Regions from separate parts of the Mus musculus genome. Here region 2 is linked to region 1. Evidence: chromatin contacts called from public Hi-C data. All regions are on one chromosome and are shown on one strand. The core of a region is the stretch at or near the end of the contact, and the rest is flanking DNA. Distances in the headings are between cores, read along the strand shown. Region 1 has its middle 160 kb from the start of Gm14062. Region 2 has its middle 85 kb from the start of Btbd3.

Region 1 (6,345 bases), core at 959-3,458:
TGTAAAAGTTTATGTCAGATTCCCCTCTTGGTTAAGCTCAGGGTTCGGCAAATCATAGCCCATGTGTCAAATCTAGCCTATAGCTTGCTTTTATTAATGAAGATTTATGGGAAGAGAGACCTCATTTGTTTATATACTACATGGAGTTATTCTGCACCATTGTGCAGGTGACTGGTCCCAGCAAAGTAACTGTACATCTATAAGGTCTTTCCCAGAAGATAAATGACTTACAGTTTAAACCCTCCCTTCTTGAGACTTTCAGTCTTGAGTCCTGGTAGGAAGAGTGGATGGAGTTGTCAATCTGAGTTGGTAAAAACTGTGCATTTTCATCATGACCAACCGGGAGATTAACATTTTTTGAATATACCAGTATCTTTACCTTTTATAAAATCAAGAATAAACACTATTTGAATCAAAGGAGAACTCATAAGACGCTCCAGAGAACTTATTTTTCTAAACCTTTATTTAAAAAAAAAATACAGTTTGAAAATCCTAAATAAAGGGTAAATATAAAAGTAAAAGAAGAATACAAATAAAGCTGGAAAGGTGAATGGAATTTAAAAAGTAAAAAATATTCAAAGATTTTTCATTTAAATATGCATAAACTATAATAAATTTTATCTACAAAAATTTCTAGGTCTTTGACCCCAAAAATTATTCTTTTATTTATTTTTTCCCAACCCAGAGTATTTTGATTAAAATTCTTTGAGACCTTGTTTTTAGAAGAAATCCCCAGACAAAAAGTTACTAATGTCTAGTTGATGATGTGAGAAAGTGTGTACAGAAATCTGCCAATACTGGGATACACAGCAAGTCTCACTGCTTACATGCACAGAAGCCAAGAGTTTTGAAAAATGAAAGTGCTTTATTGCAGGTTGGTCCATTGGGAAACAAGAGCAAACTCAAATCTGTCTCATGGATGAACTAGAAGCAAATGAAAAGATGTTTTCCTATCTTGCAGGAAGGAGAACTTCATAATGTTGGTTTGAATTGGGGATTTTCCATCCATAGAGTTGGTGTTAATTGGTAAATTTCCATTCTCAGTCATTCTGGTCCCTTCTGAAGCTTTTGATCCCATTCTCTGTTTCTGATTTAACTCTGCCAGGTCTGATATTTGCTTTCAGGCTCTGCTTGTTGGATTATTTTGTTCCTTCTTCAGATTCTCTTCATCCATGGAGATTTTTACTCCAATAAGCTCTCAAGGTCATATTGGGGGCATGTCCTTTGTCAACTAGTTGCCTCTAGTAAAGTGACCTCAGAGGACAAGAACAGCGAAGAGGTCTATTCTGAGCCATCAGAAATCACAGCAGTTGGAGGATGGGTAAAGCACCCAAGTGAAGGGCACCAAGAACTTCTACTATATGTACCAGTGTTTACTATATATACCAATGTTTACTATATATGCCAATGTTTACTATACGTACCAATGTTTGACAACTTAGAAGAAAGAAGTCCTCCAGCACAGGCTGCAATGTAGTTTAAAGTTGTTATTCGTGAAGCAAATATTTGATGTTGGAGGAATAAAGAAACTGTTTTTGCATAGTGCAACACCAGGCTTTCTAAGAAAGGAAGATGTACCCAAGTACAGTAGTTAAACTTTATCACAGAGGTATAAGCAAAAACATTGTGTCTCCAGACAACTAGTGCAACTGATCACATTCTTGGAGTATGTGAAAAACTAAAGCCACAAGAATCTGATATCACTGATTCAAAGTTCAAGGCTAACATAAAAGGATGGTGTCATGGTTTAAAGCAATATTTTGAAAGAAAAGCACGTATTTTTTAAAAACTTATAGATGTACATTTTACAGTATATATAGCCTTAACGTTTCAGGAAATATGGTACCAGACAATAACATATTTGTTTTAAGGAGAAATTATATTGAAAACCACCTGACAAATCAAGAAACGTAGATGATAAATCCACCAGGAACACGTCATATTTTATGCTACTGAGAGCTCAGTAGAATCCTGGGAGAGGCTTGAGAGTAGACCGGACTTTAAATAACTCCAAGGGGGAAACAGGAAAGCAGGGGCCTGATTTTAGATCGGATTTTGTCAGGATATTGGGATACATTTATCTAGGAGTTAGAAAGATTAACCTGAACTAGGCCATAGTTGGAAAAGAACAGTGACTCACAGATGTGAGAGGGGGTGGCTTAGTCATTGTCATTGTGCTTAGGCAGTACTGTAGCACTTAGTCACTGTCTTGGTGCAGAAGTGGCCTGGGCTCTGTCTTTTTCTGGATGTAATGGTGACGTGGCCTCTGGTGAGCACTATTTACTTTCAGGTGGCACCAGCAAGGCCAGCTGCCGTAAAGTATGTACGCAATTCACCCGACTGGAAGTTGAAAGTTAAAGGCCTAAGTTGTGTCTCGGTGTGTGGGAATTTGTTCAGTTTTTATAACCTCTCTGAACTTCAGCTTCCTTGACTATGAAACAGATCTAGTAACACATACTTAAAATGATGAGTGAGAGCATAAAGCTGGAATTAGGGACGTAACATGGCAAGCATTCAGAAACATGTTGATTCACTTCTCTGACGGGACAGGGGGTGGGGGACAGGCTGCTGAAGCATCCTGGGCCTCGCTTGATCAGGAGCTGGCTGTGTGGGAACAAAAGTGATTTGTGCTCCTAGATGTTTCTGCGATGGCCAAGCAAATTCCCAAGCAGAATAGTTATGAGGATTCACACAGCTGGAATTGGGAGTCTCCAGATACATCTGAGGTCCTGCTCTTCCCAAAGTAGAGTCGGAGCCAAACATTCCTGGCAAGTGATTTGTTACAGAAGAGTTCCCTGGAGAGATCTGCAGAGGATTGTGGGAATTAGTCTAGGGAGGGGAAGAATGTTATTCGACGCGTTCTCACGACCGGCCAGGAAGAACACCACAGACCAGAATCTTCTGCGGCAAAGCTTTATTCTTACATCTTCAGGAAAAGAGAGCAAGAAGCAAGAGAGAGGGAAAAGCAAGAGAGCGAAAAAGCAAGAGAGAGAGAAAACGAAAACCCCGTCCCTCTTAAGGAGCATTCTCCTTCGCCTCGGACGTGTCACTCCTTGATTGGCTGCAGCCCATCGGCCGAGTTGACGTCACGGGGAAGGCAGAGCACAAGTAGTCATAAGATACCCTTGGCACATGCGCAGATTATTTGTTTACCACTTAGAACACAGGATGTCAGCGCCATCTTGTAACGGCGAATGTGGGGGCGGCTCCCAACATCTCCCCCTTTTTCTTTTAATAAGAGCAAATAGGCCACCCATATTAATGAGAGTGGAGATAGAGGTCAAATCCCCAGTGTGTAGGTAAAGGAGCCATGTACAGGATTAGCTCTTAGGCTCACAGGCTTTTACCCAGAGCAACCCTGACCTGCTCCCGTGTCGTTTTGCCTGGGGGAAGGGAACTAGGACACTGAACCTTCATGAAAGATGACATGTCTCCCTAGAATAGGCTCATATATGCCGCAGAGCCTTTCCATTGCAGTGCTTAGCCTTGCAACTCTCTCGGGCTGCTGAAGCACACTCACTCTATCTCGTGCAATGAGACTAGCCTCGTGAGATATAAGAGCTGAGTGGCCAGCGACCTATTGCCTAAGCATAGATATATCAGGGGAAGCTCCATGTTCTAGTCCTGCAAGCGCCTGGGCAATAACCACCTTGTCTCTCCTAGTTTAGGCCCTAAGCTTACAGACCAATCAAAGAAGCAACACCAATCCACAGCAAAGTGTATCTCCAAATAATATTAATCCCACCCATTTTTTAAAGAAAGAAAATGCTGAGGAGATCCAATTGGGTAATCCTTTGGTCAGGGACAGGTCCAAGCGCGTGGAGTTGACCTGAATGATGGCAAGCCTCGAAGGGTCTGTTCAAATTCAGCCATCCAATTCTGTAACATATACTGAAAAAGACTTTTTGACAAATTAGCTGCCCTAGTAAATTTAACATACTGAATGGAAATAACACACAATCCCGGAAACTTTTGTTCACATCCCTGCTGAGTTATTTGTCATAATACATCTAGTTGTATCTGGACAAGATCTATGAGTTGATTAACCAGCATGAGACCTCTCTGTATCTTGACATTAACTGAGGCCTGTTCATCTATGACTGTAGTCACTGAGGCTGACAAAGTGTTAATGGTGTCAGTCATCTGGACCTGTCCAGACAGAGCCAAGGCTGTCTGAATTAAGGCCAAACCCAGTTCCTAGTTAGTGGTAAAAAAGCAGGAGAATACTTGAGCATTATACATCACCGTCATTGGGAGTGGAAATGTCGACATTATCCCCCAACGCTGCTCTCTCTTTATTATTGACGCCCTGGACATCACCAAGACGAGGGACATTAGTATTCCCTTGGTCAGTCTGGATTTTTCGGGTGAGTCTTTCTGGTACCCAAAATGGGTTGTCTTCATTCTGTGGGAAAACACAGATAGCTCCCCTGGATCTTATCAAGATAGGATCCGGGCCATACCATTTATTATCAAGGACATTTTTCCATTTAACCATCTCATTGGGCCTATCTGGCTCTGAACAATGACGTTCAGCCGCAGTATGGCCATGAGCATCAATATTTAAAAAATTGAGTGTAAAGAGTGCCAAAGACACCGACACTCTTGGTGCTCGGGGTACAGTCTCCTCAAAAGTTCCCCTCTTCTGTTTTATAAGATAGGCTTTGAGGGTGCGATGCGCACGCTCAACAATACCCTGTCCTTGAGGGTTGTATGGAAGTCCAGTCAGGTGGGTTACGTCCATCTGACGGCAGAACTGCTGAAATTTTTGAGACGTATAAGCTGGTCCATTATCAGTCTTAAGGAGTCTGGGTTTCCCCCAAGCACTCCATGCCTCAAGACAATGTTGAATCACATGTGAGGCTTTTTCTCCAGTTAACGGAGAAGCAAACATGATGCCAGAACATGTGTCAATGGACACATGGAGATATTGAAGTTTTCCAAAGGAAGAAACATGTGTAACATCCATTTGCCAGACCTGTAGAGGTCGAATACCGCGTGGGTTAATTCCCACATGAGGAACTGGCAAGAACTCACAGCAGCTTTGACATTGAGTAACAATGTCACGGGCTTCTTTTCTTGTCAAGGAGAAACGACTGCGTAATGTTTCAGCCGTCACATGAAAATTATTATGAAAATTTCTTGCAGCCTCTACCGGGGATGATAGGGCAGCAGCCACCACTTTAGTGGCCTTATCTGCCAAATCATTTCCCAGAGCCATGGGGCCAGGTAGGCCTGAATGGGCTCTAACATGAGTAATATAAACAGGAGATCTTCTAGATAACAAAACTAATTGTATCTGCTGAAAAATATTGGCAACTCTACTGGAAGGCTTAATCACTCCAGCCACTTCTAAAAGATTTACTGCATTTACCACATAACAGGAATCTGACACAATATTAAGGGGTTCTAAAAAGGTTTTTAAAACTTCTAAGACCACTAAACATTCTACCACTTGAGGTGAATTTTCATTATATTGTTTGGATACCACTTTACCATTAGCCACATAGGCACCTATGCCAGTTTTTGATCCATCAGTATATACCACAATCCCATTTTTAAGTGGGTTTCTTACTGTTATTTGTGGAAACACAACAGATTGATTTTGGGCAAACTGTAAGATTGGATGCTTTGGATAATGGTTATCTATTTTTCCTGAAAAGGAGGTAACTAAAACTGCCCAATCATTAGATGCGGCTGCCAAGGTTTGAACCTGTGCAGCGGTATAAGGTACAATTAAAAGATATGGACTTTGCCCAAAGTGGGTGATTGCTGCTTTTAGGCCTTTAAGGGCAAGCTGTGCAATTGCATCAGGATACCAATCTATTATTTTAGCTGGGGATACGTTTGGATGGATCCACAACAATGGCCCATTCTGCCACAAAACTGCAGTTGGCAATTGTGCTGTCTTAAAGACACACAAACTGAAAGGCTGCGAATCCCCAATACGTTGCAATTGTGCATTCTGTAAGGCTTTTTCCACCCTTTGTAAGGCCTGGTTAGCAGCTAGAGCAAGAGTCCTAGGGGAGGAGATATGAGGATCTCCTTCTAAAATACTAAACAAAGGCCTTAATTCAGCAGAAGGAATCTTTAAAAAGGGTCTGAGCCAATTAATATCTCCCAACAGCTTTTGAAAATCATTTAAGGTATGGAGGTGATCTCTTCTTATCTCTACCTTTTGGGGCACAATCTTATCTGGGGACACCACAGAGCCCAAGAATTGTCCTGTATCAGAAATTTGGACCTTTTCTGTGGCTATCTGTAAACCCCACTGACTTAAAGTTTTAAGTAGAAAAGGATATGCCTTTTGTAGCATGGTAAGGTCTTTATGGCACAGGAGGATGT
Region 2 (6,535 bases), core at 1,952-4,451, 150 kb before region 1:
TGTGAAAATCAAGAAGGAAATGCGAAAAGGAGAAACAGAGCTGTTACACAAACATTAATTACTACTGCAAGAAACCTCAGAGCAGCAGCAGCAGCTTTGTAGAATGCTTCAGATGCTCCTGAAGGTCATGCAAGCCTTCTGAGCAGCCTCCTTCCGGTAAGGAGGAAGCTCCCACAGATCTGCCTGTTCTGCTTGAATTACATTTTTATCAAAGAAATATCTGGCTTCAGAGACTCCAAAATGCTTTTTCTTTCTCCATATCCATGTATGCCTAATGCCTATAGCTATACCTAAAGATAGAGATAGACAAATAGATATTTGTTATAGGTATTTGACTTATTCATTCCTATAGGTTTATATTTCACGCATTGTTGGTAAGAGTTCTCAAGTATTGGATCTCCATGTCACTTAACAAATAAATAATCCTGCCTGCATGTTATTTTGTTGAATGAACTAAATAATATCTTGCCATCTTCATTTTATGAATCAATAGATACTAAATTATACCACTATTGTGTACAAGCTACTCAATTGATTTTTCTTTAAAAAGAGGTCCTTATGCACAAAGAGCTATTGGCATTATTAAGTAGTTAATGAACTATAGCCATTAAATGAGTAGCAGTCAATATTATACTTCTCAATTTTTTTTTCATCGAAAAGTAGTACGCTTCTTAAGTTAGAACATCAAATTTTATAGAAAAAATGTGAAAGAATCTTTGACATATGGTTGAGTGTTAATCTTAGTAAAAGTTCCAAAATTACTTTTCAAAAAGCTTACATTATAAAATGCCTTTAAATATTAAGAACACTGTTGTGGTATAATAAAAGTCTAAGGCATAAAATGCTGATTTGAGCTCAGTTTCATATAATGAGCACTGTCCTCACATAACCCCCAGAAGACAGACCTTTCATTGATCACACAATTAAAAAAAGAATGCCTGCAAAGCCCTGTGGAAGATATGATGATTCGGTACCTAAGGCTTCAACATCAAAGAGTCACTTTAAACTGTCTTGTGTCACAGAGCTAGTGACTCCAGTTCCCTTTCATGTCACTAAATAGAATTGCCCAATAGTATGTGAGGTGTGACAAAAGGAGAGCTTGAATGACTTCTTCAAGGAGTCTCAGCAAGGGCTGGAGAATTGGCTCATTGGTTGAGGGTACCAGAGGATCCAACAGTCTATTCTGATCTCAGCAGACACCAGACACACATGTGGTGCACACAATATCTGCATTCATACATGTAAAAAAAGAAGCCTCAACACACAAGTGTTCTCTGGAAGACCTGTAGATTTTCACGCAGCATGAGGGGCTTCAGCCTCCTTTGAATACAGAAGTCTTTGCTAGACCCTCAAGTTTTAGTGTGGTGGTGGATATTGTGGTCCCACAAGTCAAGTGAAATATTCTTAAGTAATCAAAATAAACAATAATCTGATGGCTTAAAATCACAATGCTTCAAGATTGAGCCCTAAAATTTTCCTATGACATTTCCTAAAAAACACCCATTTCTTTTTTTTTAATTGGGTATTTATTTCATTTACATTTCCAATGCTATCCCAAAAGTCCCCCACACGCTCCCCCACCCACTCCCCTACCTACCCACTCCCACTTCTTGGCCCTGGTGTTCCCCTGTACTGAGGCATATAAAGTTTGCACGACCAATGGACCTCTCTTTCCACTGATGGTCGACTAGGCCATCTTCTGATTCATATGCAGCTAGAGACACAAGCTCTAGGGGGTGGGGGGTATTGGTTAATTCATATTGTTGTTATACCTATAGGATTGCAGATCCCTTCAGCTCCTTGGATAATTTCTCTAGCTCCTCCATTGGGGGCCCTGTGATCCATCCAATGGCTGACTGTGAGTATCCACTTCTGAAAACACCCATTTCTACTTAAAATTTCATACACATAAATTTCTCCCTCTCTCACTTTCATTTATAGTTAAAAGGTTAATTATTGTTACTTCAGATACTTATGAAATGTTTTTAAAACTTAAACAGATAACATGTTATGAGGTATACTATGAAATACATATGTTTAACTGTGCGAAAATACAGGCACAAAGTAACATATGTTCCTGAAGTTATTAGATAGAAACAAAGCTGAACCATCTACAAGTTTTGTTTTGTTTTGTTTTGTTTTTTAACCAAAGAAATTCACTAGGAATTTTCTATCTCCTATCCTGACTTATATATGTGTTTGGAAAGTATCTTGGGTGTTGTATGATCTCTCTGTCTATGTCTATGTCTCTCTCTGTCTCTTTCTCTGTCTCTGTCTCTCTGGCCAAAAGCATTCTCCCCATAAAAGGAAGGGGAACTCCATCTGAGGAAAATGGATTCAATTTGGAGAATGCAGGGATGTTTTTATGAAGCAGTGTTTAATCATATAATAGCCATAATAGTAATAACAGTAATCAGGGCTATTATGCTTTCACAGTTGGAACCACAACTGTGAATCACATCCATCCTATTGACTATTATTTTTTATTAAAATTCAGAAAATGTCTCACAGCAATACAGTAAATACATCCGAATGGATGGAACCAAGAATTCTACCAGGCCAGCTTATTTTTGATCCTGCTCCAGTTAAAGTACAGTAACAAAAAGCAAAGCCAATATCGATCTTTCTTTTTCCTTTTTAGAAAATATATTTCCTCTGCTTGGTAAGCAATGGAAAAAAGCAGATTCTACCAGACTGTTGTTCTTTGTTCTGTGCAAGGTCATTTCTAATGTAGCCCTGGCCATCTATTTGATCTGGTCTCGAGGAAAACTTAGTGTTAGTTTGTCTATGGCTATGGTGTTCCTCTTTGCTTGTTTGTATTCATCTTGTTTTAAAATACCAAGAAGGAAGATTAGGAAAAAATCTAAAGTCAAGAATCTAGACTTGTCAACTGCAGAGAACATAACAGTCATTAAATACATATTAAGCACAGCAATTTTTCAAAAGGCCAGTGCCCCCAAATAATATTTTGGATAGTAGAATAAATGTTATTATGGTTAAACCTTTTAAAAGAGGTGTGGGCAATAAAAAAGAATCATCAGATTATTTTATATACCACACTCGTATGGCAATCTGAAAATGACAGCCATGCTATACGGCTGACATTGTGATCCTTGTTTTCAAGAGTTATATATGAATGTGTTATTTATAGCATGAGTGCTTGAGAATTGGGAGGAAGTGACTCATCAACGATGTTTTGATTTCTTGACTAAAATTTAACTTGTACCTTATCTCCCTGGTACACATTAATGCCATGTGAGCACATACCTTGAACACAGTTTCCTGTTATTCTTTATTTCTATAAAGCAAATGACCTAGCAGGGAAGAGAGTTATAGTGGCTTCAAAACATATGCCTTATTTTAGGATATAGCAGGAAAAGTAAGTCTTCACACCCATCTATTCTGTTTCACCAATATCCATTTGTAATACGCTATTCTGAAATACATAATTCTTTGTAAAACACTTTAGTGTGTTGGAAATGTTCACGGTTATGATTTATATTTTCTCTAAGGGAAGGGATCTTCTCTGCTGCTTGACAATAATCTTCAGGACAATAATGATCCTCTGAGAGTGTTTCATTTTAGTGAGTTATACATAGAGTCCAGAAGCAGAAAGAGACTTCACCTGATTGTATACAACCACTGTTCACTGCGTCAGATAAGAAACCATACTTTGGCCTTGGTTTCTCTTTCAGAGATTATCCACACATCACTTTCTGTCAACCATTAGTTATGTCTCAAAAGGAAAGTTTACTTGAATCTAGAGCACACACATTTTCCAAGTGTGTTGGAAATGGAAGCTGTTTAGATAAGTGTCTTTGGTAGTTCATTTCCCATCACTGAACTGAAAAAAAAAAAGCTGTTAACAGTTGTACTTCACATAGGGCTGTATCACAAGCAACATTTCACTTACTTGAAACTTTTTTCAGAAACCCAAATTTACAGACTTGCTCTGCCCTAGTTTCCTCAATGGTTTGATGTCCCTGCCACCTTCCTTGACCTCATATCTGGGAAACACAAAGGCATTATGTTTTATGTGTTAAAGATGGCAAATGGATTTTAACACCTTTGAGTACAAATGGACCACTTACAACTCAGTCTTGACAAATATTACGTCTTTGTTGATGGTATGAATTTCAAGGAAAGCATCATGTTGTGGATTAAATACATCTTGTCCCTGGCTTGATCAATCTCTCCTGCAGTCATCTTACCTTACTGTAGCAAATAGGTTACTGAACCTATCCCAGGCAACAGCCAGCTTCGCAGGGCGGAGATCCCTGTAAAAGGATGTTTATCTAAGGTGAAGCTTTATTCACGGCAACCTTAATAAAACCATGTTACAGAACCAAACTGAGACAATTATCAACCAGACTACACTGTGGTTCATACTCCTTTTTTATTTAAATATAAAGCTAATGCCAGTACACAAAAGAGAGATACTTGGTTACAAAACCCCTCTGTCTTAGTTAGGGTTTCCGCTGTTGTAAAGAGACACCATGACCAGGGCAACTCTTATAAAAGAAAAGATTTAATTGGGGTTGACTTACAGGCTCAGATGTTCAGTCCATTATCATCATGGCAGAAAGCATGGCAGCATTGAGGCAGGCTGGAGGAGCTGAGAGTTCTACATTTTCATCCAAAGTTAGCCAGGAGCTAGGAGGAGGGTCTCAAAGCTCAACCCCACAGTGACATGCTTCCTCCAACAAGGCCAAACCTACTCTAGCAAGGTCATACCTCCTAATAGTGACATTCCCTGGGCCAAGCATATCCAAATCAACACATCTTTTATCTATTCCTTTTCCTAATATGCCATTCTATTCAACATCTTTCATATATCTTTAATTGGTGTATTGGCAAAGGCTATTGTGTTGGAGCTTGGCAAACCAGGGTCTTTGCCTTAAGTCTCCAGTGGCAGGCCTAGAGTAAGAAAGAAGATCCAGTTAGATGGTATCATGGAACAAGCTACATTGAAATGAACAGTGACCAGCCTAAAATAATAAAATGTTTACATCAACAAAATGCTTACCTACACTGCTGGATGGGAGGATATTAGTAACTTTTGTTGTGTTAGGGTTTACTGAGAAGTCAGTAAACTTCTGCTTCTGGCTCTGGTTGCTACTCATATGGGAAATCTTTCTGGAGTACCACAAACTACTTTTTATGAGTATTTCTGAAAGCTTTATAATCAGTTTTGAGAGTAGAAAAAATACCCAAGAATTATTGTAGACTTGGAAATCTAGCTGTGTGAACTGCTGGTGGCATGTAACTTCTTTTTTAAAGGTCTTTCTATTTTGAAACAATTACATATTGGTGGGAAGTGGCAGAGATAGAATGAAGTGTGGACGCACTTTGGCCTTTGTCTAGACTACATGATTATATTAAAATAGCAGCCTGAATTGTTATGTGTTTATATTTCACACAATTATATCATAATACTGAAAACAGGAAATAGATATTGGTATTTCATAACTCAGAAAGATTTTCCTGGTGACCACCACCAGAAAGATATCTGCTAATAGTCACACTCAATCTTCTCTCTACTTTATAACCCTCCATTTGTTGGAATTTCTGAGCTGTCTCCCACCTCCAAAAGTTTGACCTTTGAGGATGTTACGTAAGTGAAATCAAATAGTATGGGATTACATCATACTAGCTTTATGTTTTTATCTTTTTATGTCCTTGAGAACCATCCAAGTTGTTTGTAATAGAGGTTTACTTCTCTTGTTTTGATGAGAAGTGTAGTGCAACAAGAAACACTGTAGTTTCTTGGATACTTTTTACATTGACTATGGGACACTGTTTTTTAAAAATTTGTTGAGCCAAGCATTGCCTGAACCTGCCTTTGCCTTCCAGTTGCTGGGGTTATAAGTGTGCACTGTAACATGCTTCATTGAGAGACATTTTGCTCCTAAGATTTACAAATAATGAATAAAGTTGCTATGAGTGTGTGTGTGTGTGTGTGTGTGTGTGTGTGTGTGTGTGTGTGTGTGTGTGTGTGTATGTGTGTGTGTGTGTGTGTGTGTGTGTGTGTGTGTGTGTGTGTGTGTGTGTTTATAAATCTAGGTTCATGTATCTGGGATAAATGCAGGGCATCAATTGCCAAATTGTGTGAAAAGTATATGTTTTTCTTTTAGGGAGGTTGTTAAACAATGTTCCAGAGTATTTACCTCATTTTTGTTTACACGGGTCGTACATGGAAGAGCCAATTTCTTCCCAACCGCATCAGCACTGAATGTTATTGCTGTTTAAAAATTTTTTAGACCTTCTAATAAATAATGATATTCCAACCTGTTCCTAATTTGCATTTCCCAGTGACTGGTGATGCTGGACAACTTTGCATGTGTTTGTCTGTTTTGCACATTGTCAGTAGAATATCCTTTCATATTTTTGTGTTAATTTTGAAGAATTTTGCTCAGTTGCCTAGTAAAACTGCACTATTTTAGTATGCTCTATGATACATTTTGAAATGACCCCTATTTCAGACATTTTTTTTTCCTCCAATAGTTGCAAACAGTTGTTTTCTTCTTCTGGGTTA

Evidence for each region. A called contact is a pair of places that touch in the nucleus more often than the background predicts.
Region 2: a contact with region 1 is called in a Hi-C map of pancreatic cancer cells. The contact joins two enhancer-like sites.

Annotation. Positions count from the first base shown.
Region 1 is chr2:138,036,789-138,043,133 of GRCm38.p6, reverse strand. No RefSeq gene overlaps it. Among named protein-coding and RNA genes, the nearest start is that of Gm14062, 160 kb to the right of the region's middle. Within about 2 kb of position 2,208, at least 52 of the 459 cell types and tissues checked have an H3K27ac peak or open chromatin away from gene starts, as enhancers often do. A contact at or near this core is called in pancreatic cancer cells, where this site is marked.
Region 2 is chr2:138,190,432-138,196,966 of GRCm38.p6, reverse strand. No RefSeq gene overlaps it. Among named protein-coding and RNA genes, the nearest start is that of Btbd3, 85 kb to the left of the region's middle. Within about 2 kb of position 3,201, at least 5 of the 459 cell types and tissues checked have an H3K27ac peak or open chromatin away from gene starts, as enhancers often do. A contact at or near this core is called in pancreatic cancer cells, where this site is marked.